Linked DNA regions of Sus scrofa: all the other regions are linked to region 3. The links are chromatin contacts, called in public Hi-C and HiChIP or PLAC-seq maps. All regions are on one chromosome and are shown on one strand. Each heading gives the region's core, a stretch centred on a gene start, on an enhancer-like site or on the middle of the called end of the contact. The rest is flanking DNA. Distances are from core to core; before and after follow the strand shown. Region 1 holds the start of TEX2 (testis-expressed protein 2). Region 2 holds the start of DCAF7 (DDB1- and CUL4-associated factor 7). Region 3 holds the start of SMARCD2 (SWI/SNF related, matrix associated, actin dependent regulator of chromatin, subfamily d, member 2).

Evidence for each region. A called contact is a pair of places that touch in the nucleus more often than the background predicts. HiChIP or PLAC-seq counts read pairs in DNA pulled down with a chosen protein or histone mark.
Region 1: a Hi-C map of skeletal muscle shows a contact between it and region 3, with 4 times the contacts expected there. The contact joins the promoter of TEX2 here to the promoter of SMARCD2 in region 3. A contact is called at or near these places in 3 of 47 Hi-C or Micro-C datasets (heart right ventricle, liver and skeletal muscle).
Region 2: a contact with region 3 is called in an H3K27ac HiChIP or PLAC-seq map of alveolar macrophages. The contact joins the promoter of DCAF7 here to the promoter of SMARCD2 in region 3. A contact is called at or near these places in 1 of 5 promoter capture datasets (fetal liver) and 1 of 2 datasets of contacts at active chromatin or transcription factors (alveolar macrophages).

What each region holds. Positions count from the first base shown.
Region 1 is chr12:14,762,671-14,765,958 of Sscrofa11.1, reverse strand. TEX2 (testis-expressed protein 2) reads right to left here and starts at 1,505. Exons shown (of 15, transcript XM_021066767.1): 1 at 1,367-1,505.
Region 2 is chr12:15,349,420-15,352,861 of Sscrofa11.1, reverse strand. It overlaps DCAF7 (DDB1- and CUL4-associated factor 7), which reads left to right and starts at 1,866. Exons shown (of 7, transcript XM_003131294.4): 1 at 1,866-2,255. The coding sequence starts at 2,118. KCNH6 (potassium voltage-gated channel subfamily H member 6) reads left to right here. Exons shown (of 14, transcript XM_003131296.4): 14 at 1-97.
Region 3 is chr12:15,089,987-15,093,592 of Sscrofa11.1, reverse strand. SMARCD2 (SWI/SNF related, matrix associated, actin dependent regulator of chromatin, subfamily d, member 2) reads right to left here and starts at 1,667. Exons shown (of 13, transcript NM_001244252.1): 1 at 1,376-1,667. The coding sequence starts at 1,591.

The DNA of each region.
Region 1 (3,288 bases), core at 256-2,755, 330 kb after region 3:
GAAATAATTTAAGAATTGGCTAAGAAGTGATATGAAATGGCAGTTCTGCTCTTCCAATACCTCCTATGAGAAAAGCTTCACTGTGTCACTGAGCTCAAAACTCTCAACCCTAGACTCTGCAAACACTCCCTATCCTAGAATTCAAGGATCATCTGCCCCTCTGTTGTTCCTTTTTGGTTTCCACATAAAAGTCACTCGTTTCCCTTCCAGCTTACATCAGGCTCCTGAAAGGACTCCTTTAAATCCTTTGATGAAAATCACCAAACCGTGCGGAAAGGCTGGTTCTTTTCAGTTCTTGGGCAGAGAAGCCATGGTGTCAAGACCTAGAACTTCAAACATGAATATGGCACCTCCCCCTACCTTCAGGGAGCCCACGCTTTTCCTCTAACTCTGAAAAAGTATGCCCTCCTTGGGCAGCGTCTATTAAAACCTAGTGACAAAGTACTTCATAGCCTTGGAGGAAGAGCGAGGGTGGAAACAGACTCTGCCCTTATACTGGATGCCGTGTAACCATAACAACCGATGGTTTAAGTAACCATCAACCCACCGATGGGCTAAGTTTTCCAAAAACCATTTTTGAAAGGGGAAAACTCCCCTGCACCGACTCCCGCGTCAGCCATGCATTCTAGGCAGCGTGCGTGGTGCAAGTGAAGCCGGCGGTCCAGTCCATCTCCGGCCCCACGGTTGCATTCGTGAGCTCGCCAGCAGCACAGCCTACGCCGTCACACCCGCGCTCCCGGGCAGGGCACCTGGCGTTAGGCCTCAGCCCAATGTCACTTGTTAACCTTCCAAACCCTCGGCTTTCGGGACGCCGCCGCCTCAGGTCTAAGGCACGCAAACCACCCACCGCCACCCGCGATTTCCAGGAGTTAGAGGAAAAACAACCCGAGGCGCAGCCAGCCTCTGAAGGATCCGCGTAAAAGTAACTATGGTTCTCGACTTTCAGGCATTTCGCGACGATGGCGCGGGGGGCGGCAGGAACGCGGGGCCCCATTCATAAAATTACAAGCCGTTTTCCCTTAGTTTGCATGTGGGCAGTCCTCCCCGGCCGGGGCCGAGTCCGGAGCCAGCGGACGGCATGCTACAGCGACCCGCCAGCTCACACCTCCAGCGGGGTCAAGCCCAGACCGCCCCACACCGCCCCAAAGGGAAGAAGGGTGCGCCCGAGGGCGTCGCGAGTGGGCGTCCCCGTCAACACCCAAACCGTGACAGTGGGTTCCTGAGGAGCCGGACCCCCGCGCCCCGCCGCACTAACGGCCGCCAGCCCCGGGCCGCACGCTGGACCCAGTGAAGCCGGAGCCACCCAACCCAGGCCTTCTCAGCGGGCGGTCCCTCCACCGCCCCGCCTGGCCCCGAGCACGCTCACCCTGGATCCACTGGCTGCCTCATTGTAGTGCGCCGGCGCCCGTACTCCACGGCCGCCTCGGCTCCGGCTTCGGCTCGGGCTCCCGCAGCCGTCCGGCCGCCCGCCCGCCCCGGGGCACCGGCCGCCCCGCCCCGCCGGCGGATCCGCCCCGCGCCCGCGGCCGTCGCCTCCAACCAGAGGGCGGCGGGGGCGGAGCAGGCCGCGCGCCAGGCCCGGCCAATCCAGCCCCTACCCGCGCGCCGAGGAGCAGCCGCGGAAATGGGCGGGCGATTGGTCAGGCCTGTTAAAGGGGCCGCCGTCCACGAGGCCCGGGAGAGGGACTGCGGCGGCGTTACCTGGAAGAGCCTGGAGTGGAGGGGTAAGAGCTTCTCTTCTCTCCCAGGCCAGCAGCCCGGCTCTTATCAGCACTTTGTACTTATTAATTTCCTCCTCCTGCAACCTAGCAACAAGTAGAGATAGAACCTGCCTCTGTCAGAAGAAGAAACTGAGGCTCGGAGAAGCAAGGGTCTCCCGCTTGGCAAATGGACTCTAATTTGAGGTTTAGAGTGCTGTCAGACACATCTGTTCCCGTGCAATCCCAGATATTCGCCTCACCCTGCAGGATTTCTAACAGACATTCCCTGTGTCTGGAATGGAACTGGGGAAAGTATACATTTCTCAACATCCCTCCCCCGCGGTGATTCTGATGTAGGTGGTACAATAGCCACACTCAGATATATATTTCACAGTCCATCACTGTAATGAAATTCTGCTTCAACTGCCACAAATAAAGATAACCTCTTTTTTTTTGTTGTTTTCATTCTGAAGATCAATAATATATGTTTAGGAAACTTGCTGGGCTGGAGGCTGCCTACTGAGAAACTCAGAACATTCCGTGAATGGGTCATACTAAGACCTGAACTTGAAGGGCACGGGGCGGGAATGAAGCAACTAGCCGGTCTTGTTCTCTGACTCATGAGACAATGCTTAAATGCTTTAAGGGCAAACACACCCTTCCTCGTTGCCATCACCAGGCCCAGTTATAACCCTTGCCCTTCTGGAACTTGACTCCCACACCATCAAGCCCTGCTCACCCTCCCAGACACATTCCTCTCCCCATCCCCATGTCCCAGACATACATCTGACCCAGAAGTCATGATCTGAACTTGAAAGTCAGCTCTTCCACCAGAACCCGCAAATTGAACAACAACCCCCCTTTTTTTTGCTCTGATATCTGATGAATGCTGTGTTCACCAGCAACAGCTCCACACACACACATGAGTTAGCCTCATCGGGATGAAGTCTCTGGGTTGCAGACATCACTGCCTGGGATCACCATTTGCTTCCCCTTGGCCTTCCCAAAGAAAAAGGAATCCTTGTTTGAAATGGAGAGGGCTCCAGTTGTGGAAATCTGGAAATGTGCAACATAGACAGTTAATTAATAGAGAAACAGGAGTTCCTGACGTGGCTCAGTGGCTAACGAATCCAACTAGGAATCATGAGGTTTCAGGTTCCATCCCTGGTGTCGCTCAGTGGGTTAAGGATCCGGCGTTGCCATGCGCTGTGGTGTAGGTCGCAGATGCGGCTTGGATCCTGTGTTGCTGTGGCTCTGGAGAAAGCTGGCAGCTACAGCTCCGATTAGACCCCTAGCTCAGGAACCTCCATATTCCGCAGGTGCAGCCCTAGAAAAGATCCAGAAAAAAAAAAAAAAAAAAAAAGAAAGAAAGAAAGAAACAGCCCAAAGCTTTTCTTGGCCACATCTTAAAACTTCCACCTGGAGTGGGGGTGGGGCGTGGAGGTGGAAGCCTGGGGCTGCACCCTGCAAGGGTCCTGGAAAACTGGCTGTGTGCATCTCAGAGTGGGCCCCCACCCCCACCCCCAACCCTCCTTGCCTGGGCCTTGCCTGGGCCAAGCCCTACATAAATATTAGCTTCATTAACACA
Region 2 (3,442 bases), core at 617-3,116, 260 kb before region 3:
CCTAAGACTTTAAGGGTTACACTTATTAGTACTGAGTTGTTCAAAACAACATAAATATCTCTATTTAAATTTATTTATTTATTTATTTTTGGTCTTTCTGCCTTTTCTAGGGCCGCTCCTGTGGCATATGGAGGTTCCCAGGCTAGGGGTCTCATCAGAGATGTAGCCGCCGGCCTACACCAGAGCCACAGCAACTCAGGATCCGAGCCATGTCTGCGACCTACACCACAGCTCACGGCAACGCCCGATCCTTAACCCACTGAGCAAGGCCAGGGATAGAACCCGCAACCTCATGGTTCCTAGTCGGATTCGTTAACCACTGAGCCACAACGGGAACTCTTCTCTATTTAAATTTTTATAGAAACTAAAATTTTACTGGAAATACAGCTCTTAAGAGAGGGTATTTTCCTCTCAATTAGTCCATGTATGTGAATGAATATTATTTTTTTATTAGAGGAAGACATAAACACAGAAAACTTGTTCACCTACGGAAGTGGATAGGACTGTGAGGAGTTTGTTACATTAAACAGTGTCACTCAGTCACTCAATTCTTTGAATTCTTTCTTTTTTTTTTTTTGGCCACCTGGAAGCACATGGATATGGAGTTCCCTAGCCAGGGATCAGATCCCAGCTGCGGTTGCCGTCTACACTGCAGCTGTGGCAACCCTGGATCCTTAACCCACTGTGTGGGGCTGGTGATCAAACGTGCGTCCTTCTTTCTGAGTTTTCTGTTAACAATCACTTTTATCACTAAAAACTATATATATATAGTCTTTTTAAGGTCACATGTGCCCTAACTATTGAGGTTCCCACGATAAGGATCGAATCAGAGCTGTAGCCGCTGGCCTACACCACAGCTCATGGCAATGTCGGATCCTTAACCCACTGAGCGAGGGCAGGGATCGAACCTGCGTCCTCATGGATACTAGTCAGATTTGTTTCCATTGAGCCACAACAGGAACTCCACTAAATACTATATTTAATGATATATTATCTAACAATTCAATACAATTTTTTGCTTAGTTTTGTTGAAAGCAAATTATTGGAAACCATTTAAATTATAAAGAGATGTTACCTAGATTCTGACCCTTCCCCATTTCAAATTCAAGACACTTATATATTTAAGGCTAGATTAGCATTTGCCTTGGGACGCTCGTGGGAAAAGATGGAAACAGAAGCTGACAGCCACGCTGGCGGGGTTGCTGCCTGCTGAAGACCAATCCTCTAATTCCAAGCACTTCTAGAATGGCCAGGAAAGGTTGACTGAAGCTGGCCTGGTCCTGAGTAGAGCGGCGTGTCCGCCGTCTGCCCTTGGTACGCTGGGAGAACAACATTCCAATTTAAAGGAGGCGTTGGCGAAGCAGGGAAATAAAGGGGTTTCCCTTCGGCGCAGGCCCGTCCGCAAGGCCCGGGAGCTCAGTGCCGCGAAACGCAGCAGGCCCTCTCGTAAGGCAGACTTTTCATTTTCACTCGCCAACGTGGAGAATCCGGTCAGAATAGCAGCTGCAGTGGGGAAGTCAGAGCAGTCACGTAAGAGGTTTCACTCTCAGAGACTTGGCCTAGAACTTGGAGGCCTGCTGCACAGTACGCGAGCTTTTAAGCCGCCCACACCCCGATTCACCCGCACTGCGCCGTTATCTCTCTGACTGACATCTTTGTCAGCCAATGACCTTTGTGGCTGTGAAAGCGCCTGCCCCCTGGAGTTGGGCAGAGCAAGTAATCGGAATGACAACCATACGCACCAATAGCAAGGAGGTTTCAGAAGCTACGGGTACACTAGCCAATGAGGAGAAGGAGCCGTTCGAAAGGACGTGTCAGGTAGCCAACGGCCGGCGCCGCTGAGGGGGTCGCGTGGCTTCCGTTCTAGAGGGTGGGGCGGGGTCTCAAACGGAAGGTGGTTGTTGTCCGAGCCGAAGCAGGTTTGAAAGTGGGGGTCGGGCTCGGCTGTCGTTGTCTGTAGCAGCGGCCCCGCTTCCGGGCTAGGCTGTCCGTACCCGCCCCCGCCCCGCCTCCCTTCGGACCCCTCCGTCCCAGGCCTGACTCCCTGCCCGATTCGCGCCCCGCCCGCCGCAGCTCGCTGCCGTCCCGGCCCGCACTGCGGCCCCGCCGCCGCCACTATGTCCCTGCACGGCAAACGGAAGGAGATCTACAAGTATGAAGCGCCCTGGACCGTCTACGCCATGAACTGGAGCGTGCGGCCCGACAAGCGCTTTCGCCTGGCGCTGGGCAGCTTCGTGGAGGAGTACAACAACAAGGTGGGCCGGGCAGGGGCTCGGAACCCAGCTAGAGGGACGCGGGCACCTGGAGCGCCCTTTCCCGGCCGGAGCTCAGACCCCAGGACCCTCCTGCGGACCTGCCTTAGCGCCACGGAGCGGTTCCTCTGTGTCTGGCCCTGTGCAGAGGGTTTCGCTCTCGTCTCATTTAATCCTTGCAGCATTCCTGGGTAGTCAGGAGTGTAGTTACCCGCATTTTACCGATGGGGGAACTGAGGCACCGTGTTGTGACTTGCCCCAGTCAGACAGCTATTGCGTGACGGAAACAGGTCTCAAACCCAAGTTTGCAGCGCAGAGCTGTGCCGTTTATCACGCCTATCCCCTCCTCTCCTGCAGCTTCAGTTGGGGGGCGGAGGAGGGATGAGGGAGTGATGGCTGCGAAGAAGATGCTGGAGCCCCGTGGTCCTTCTCCCCTGGCCACACTAGATTTCTATTAGGACTGTTTAGCAGGTTTCACCGCCCCCTGTTCCCTGGATTTCCCCAGCCTTTCTGCCGGGATTGCCATTGCTATTGCTGCCTCATATTCGTCCTCTTCAAAGCTATCTCTTTTTGGAAATCTTGCCAATGGCTATTGTCTTCTGCATAGAAAAGGGTGATGCTTGCCATTTGTTTTCTTGGCATCTTTCATGCTGATACAGACAAGTAACCTGGAGTAGAAGTAAGTCTTTCTGGACATCCACAATTTGAGAATCCTTTTTAGAAGCGCGGTTAATAGGAGGAAGCTTGAAGCTGGCAGTGACACATAAATTTAGTTTTGGAAGTTGAATAAGTTAGTGGAAAGAATTTTCTTTCCATTACTCCGTAGTTTGCCATTTATTGTATTAGAGTAAGCGTTGTGATTGACTGATAGTGATCAGAGCAACTGAGAGCCATGCTTAGTGGTGTTTAAAACCTGTACACCTGCTTGACACCAGGAACAGTCTAATTTAAGAATAAATTGTGGGCAGAGGCATGGTGCAGGGGAAAAGGCCAGGTGCTCTAGGATTAGGCCTTGTCTAGTCCACTGATTAGCTGTGGGACACTGCATAGGTAAGTTTTATTATTTCTGACCCACAGTTTGTTGTAGGAAAGAAGTCCTTTAGAAAACATTTGAGCATTGTAATTTTGTTTGCAGGTTTTCAGGAGCACATCTTAGAATTAGATCTTAAGGAGTTCTGGTTGTGGCTCAG
Region 3 (3,606 bases), core at 418-2,917:
TGTCAAGTGCTGGGATACATGGATTGGGATACAGATGGCGTTGTGAGAACCTAAAAGGCTAATTAAAAGTGGGGATGGAGTTCCCGTTGTGGTGCACTGGAAGCGAATCCGAGTAGGAACCATGAGGTTGCAGGTTCAATCCCTGGCCTCACTCAGTGGGTTAAGGATCTGGCATTGCCATGAGTTGTGGTGTAGGTGGCAGACATGGTTCGGATCTGGCGTTGCTGCGGCTCTGATGTAGGCTGGCAGCTGCAGCTCTGCTTCGACCCCTAGCCTGGGAACCTCCATATGCCGCGGGTGCAGGCCTAAAAAGACAAAAGACAAAAAAAAAAAAAGTGGACAGAGGGTAGGAAAAGAATGGGCACAATTCCTAAGCATTCTGGGGCAACCAGAAACAATGAACTTGGGGGCTGGTAAGCCCCAACCCCAGGGTCAGGCTGAGTTCCTCACACACTGACCCCAAGAATGGAGTCTCTGCATCTCCATGGCCTTTGAAGCTGCAACCCAAGAAGCCCTCTGCAAAGCCAAGCACCAAAGAGGTAAGGACAGAACCCTTTGAAGCAACTCTCACAGGCTCCTCCAGCCCCAGACCAGCAAGGCTCACTGGAGCCTCTATGCTCCCCCAGACTAATCAACTCCTGGACACTGTGACACCAGGCAGAAAGCCAAAGAGAGTCTGTCCAGAATGGGCTGGGTTTCCCTCCTTTCTCAGGCCTAGCCACCACCCTCTCTGGTCTAACCCAGAGTCACCCCTGTGTGAAGGCCCCTGCGCATGACCCAGGAGTAGACTCCCCCTGCACAGGCTGGAATCGCTGGTCCTATCCTCCACCTCCTGTCGGTGGGAAGCCAGGCCCTTCTTCCTCCTCAGCAGCTGGGAGCCATCTCAGACACGCTAAAACTCTGCCAGTTCCCAACTAGAGAAAAAAGAGCAGCCTTGGAGTAGGACCAAGACCAATGTAGGGTAACCCTGGTTTCTCAGTGAGGGCCCTTTTCCAAAACTTTCTCATCACTTCCCAGGACCCCATTGCGGAGAATCTACACTAGACTTCTCAAGCCACCCGCCTACAATTCACTAGCTCCAACAACTCCTCCATCTCTCAGTTACTCAGAACCCCTGTTCCAAGACCTCACACCCTCCCAACAGCTTCAAACCCTTCACCCGAGAGTCGCTCTTACCTTCTCCCCTAACTCCTCCGCAACCACCTAGCCGAGCCCCAGAGTCCCTGGCTTTGCCCCGCACAGTGCCCCGTGAACTCCGCATGCAGAGCCCCTGTGCCCTCTGTCAGGAAGGCTGCTCCAGGACCCTCACTCGAGGCCTCTTTCGCCCCCTACCCGAGTGTGCTCGCGGCGCCGCCCGCCCCTCAGCCCTCCTCACCTGGTACTGTGCTGCGGGGCCCGCGGGGCCCATGGGGCGGAAGGCGGCGGCCCCCGGGCCCCCCACGCCTCCAGCCGGCCCCGGCCCCCTTAGCGCCGGTCCGGGCAGCATGCCGGGTCCCGCTGGCGGAGGCGGTGCTCCCAGGGCCGCGGCAACCGCGCCGCCGCCAGGGCTCAGCGGGGGCAACGGGAACCCGCCCGCGCCACGGCCCGACATCGCTCCGTCCCGTCCCGCGGTGTCTCAATCCGGGCTCCGGGCTCCGCGCTGAGTTCGCTCCGCGCTCCGCGGTCCGGGACTTTCCGATCTAAATTCCGGGTTCTGGGGTTTGTTGATCCGGGTTCCGGGATTTCCTAATCCAAGTTCGCGAGTTCCTCACAAACCCAGTTTGGGGCCGGGCCGGTCTTGATTCCGGTCCTGCCCGGGAAATTCCGGATCCGGGATCCGCTACGGGCCCGCTAGCCTTCGCCGGTCTCTGGAGGTTTCAACGCCAGCGTCCAGTTACCCAGAAGCTGCAGTTAACTCCCTCCCCCGCCTAACCCAGCCCAGCGCTAGGCCCCGCCTATACCCAGCTGGCCAATGCGAGGATGCCCCCTCAAATACCGCCCTCGCGAGACCCGCCCCCCTACAGGCACCGCCTCTAACCGCCGGTCCCCGGAGCCCCGCCCATACCCTTGGGCCGGCCCTCCACTGGAGGGGAGGGGGCGGAAGCAACTCAAGAAATGCAGAAGGTCAGAGGTCGAAGGTCACTAGCACTACTGTAGTAAACGGGTAGTTGCTGCTCTCTTCCCCCCTTGCGGCTGGTTCGCCGAGGTACCCAGCCTCGGTCCCTGAAAATAGTTGTCAGAGCTCCTTTCTACGTTTTAACATTACAGACAACTTAAAGCTGCTTTCTGCGGCAGAACAGCCGCCAGCGTGACTCTAAAAGCCCATCCTAGTGGCTCAGAGCTGTCAAGAGACTTGGCTGCTCCAGACCCTATGCAGCTGTGCGAAGAGTGGACTTGGCCAAGCGCCAAGTTTTTATCGCATATTTCGAACGTGCCTCTGCCTCACTTTAAGGAATTCTAATACTTTACTCCAGAGGAAATGTTTCTAGGAGAAGGAAGTTTGCATTATGAGAAACCCCTAAGTTAAATAAGGTCTTTCTCCAGGATTTAAAGCACTATTCAAAAACTTAATACCTTTTCGGAAATCAGATCTGTGTTAGCAGGTATGCAAAATAAAGCTGCTTCAGCTGTGCCAGGGAGCCCCTCTGACATTCTGGGATTTTTTTTCCCCATGATACAGACCAGTGCTTCTTTAAGGAGCATAAGAAACATCTGAGGCTTTTGTTAAAAATGCAGATTAAGTTTCAGTAGGCCTGGGTTCTAGGGTAGGCTCAAGATTCTGCATTCCTAACAAGCTCCTGAGCAATGCTGTTGTTACTCAGACTACACTTTTTAAGTATCCAAGATAGACTTTTTTACCATACAAATCCTCTCCTTTGTTTTCATCCCCAACCAAGACTTGCCCCACAGCGTTCCACATTTATAGAGCAACCATTTTTAGTCAGTTTTGCTCATCTGTACTTCCTGGTATCTTTCCTCCAGTGATAAACCCTGCTTTTGCTGCTGCTTTCCTGCCTCTTGGTCTTCTCAGGGATCCCTCTCCTCTTTCTCCCTAAAAGTGGGTTACCTGTCAGTCTGAGAAGACCACTAGAATTGTTCCAGTCATTGAACCAGGGCCCCTCTCTCCGGCTTGTAAAGTGGGTAAAGAATTCATGACAAAGCGTTTATGTCCATTTCAACCCTTTCAAGCTGCTAGAGCAACAGTAATTCCAGAGGAAGTAGGGGTAAATCCCCTGGGGAGCTATTTCAAAATATCCCTGCCAAACCACCCCTTCACTCACTCACACACACACACACACACACACACACACACACACACACACACACACACAGCAATGGCTCCCAGTATTCTATTTTTAAAAAGATCCCCCAGGTCATTGTGATACAATCCTCCCTGTAGATCCATATTTCAACTCCCTGCTAGATCCTCTGTAGGTCATTTAAACCCATTTGTCCAAAATCACTATCTCATTGTCTTCCCTCCCAGTTTCTTCCCCTATGTCTATCTTGATTAAAGGCATAAGAAAGAGCCAACCCTGCCTTGCTGAGACATTCAAACTGGTCTTGTAGAACACTGAGAGCCACAGAAGACAGAGTGACCCAAAGAGATGCCCAGGGTTCCTGCAA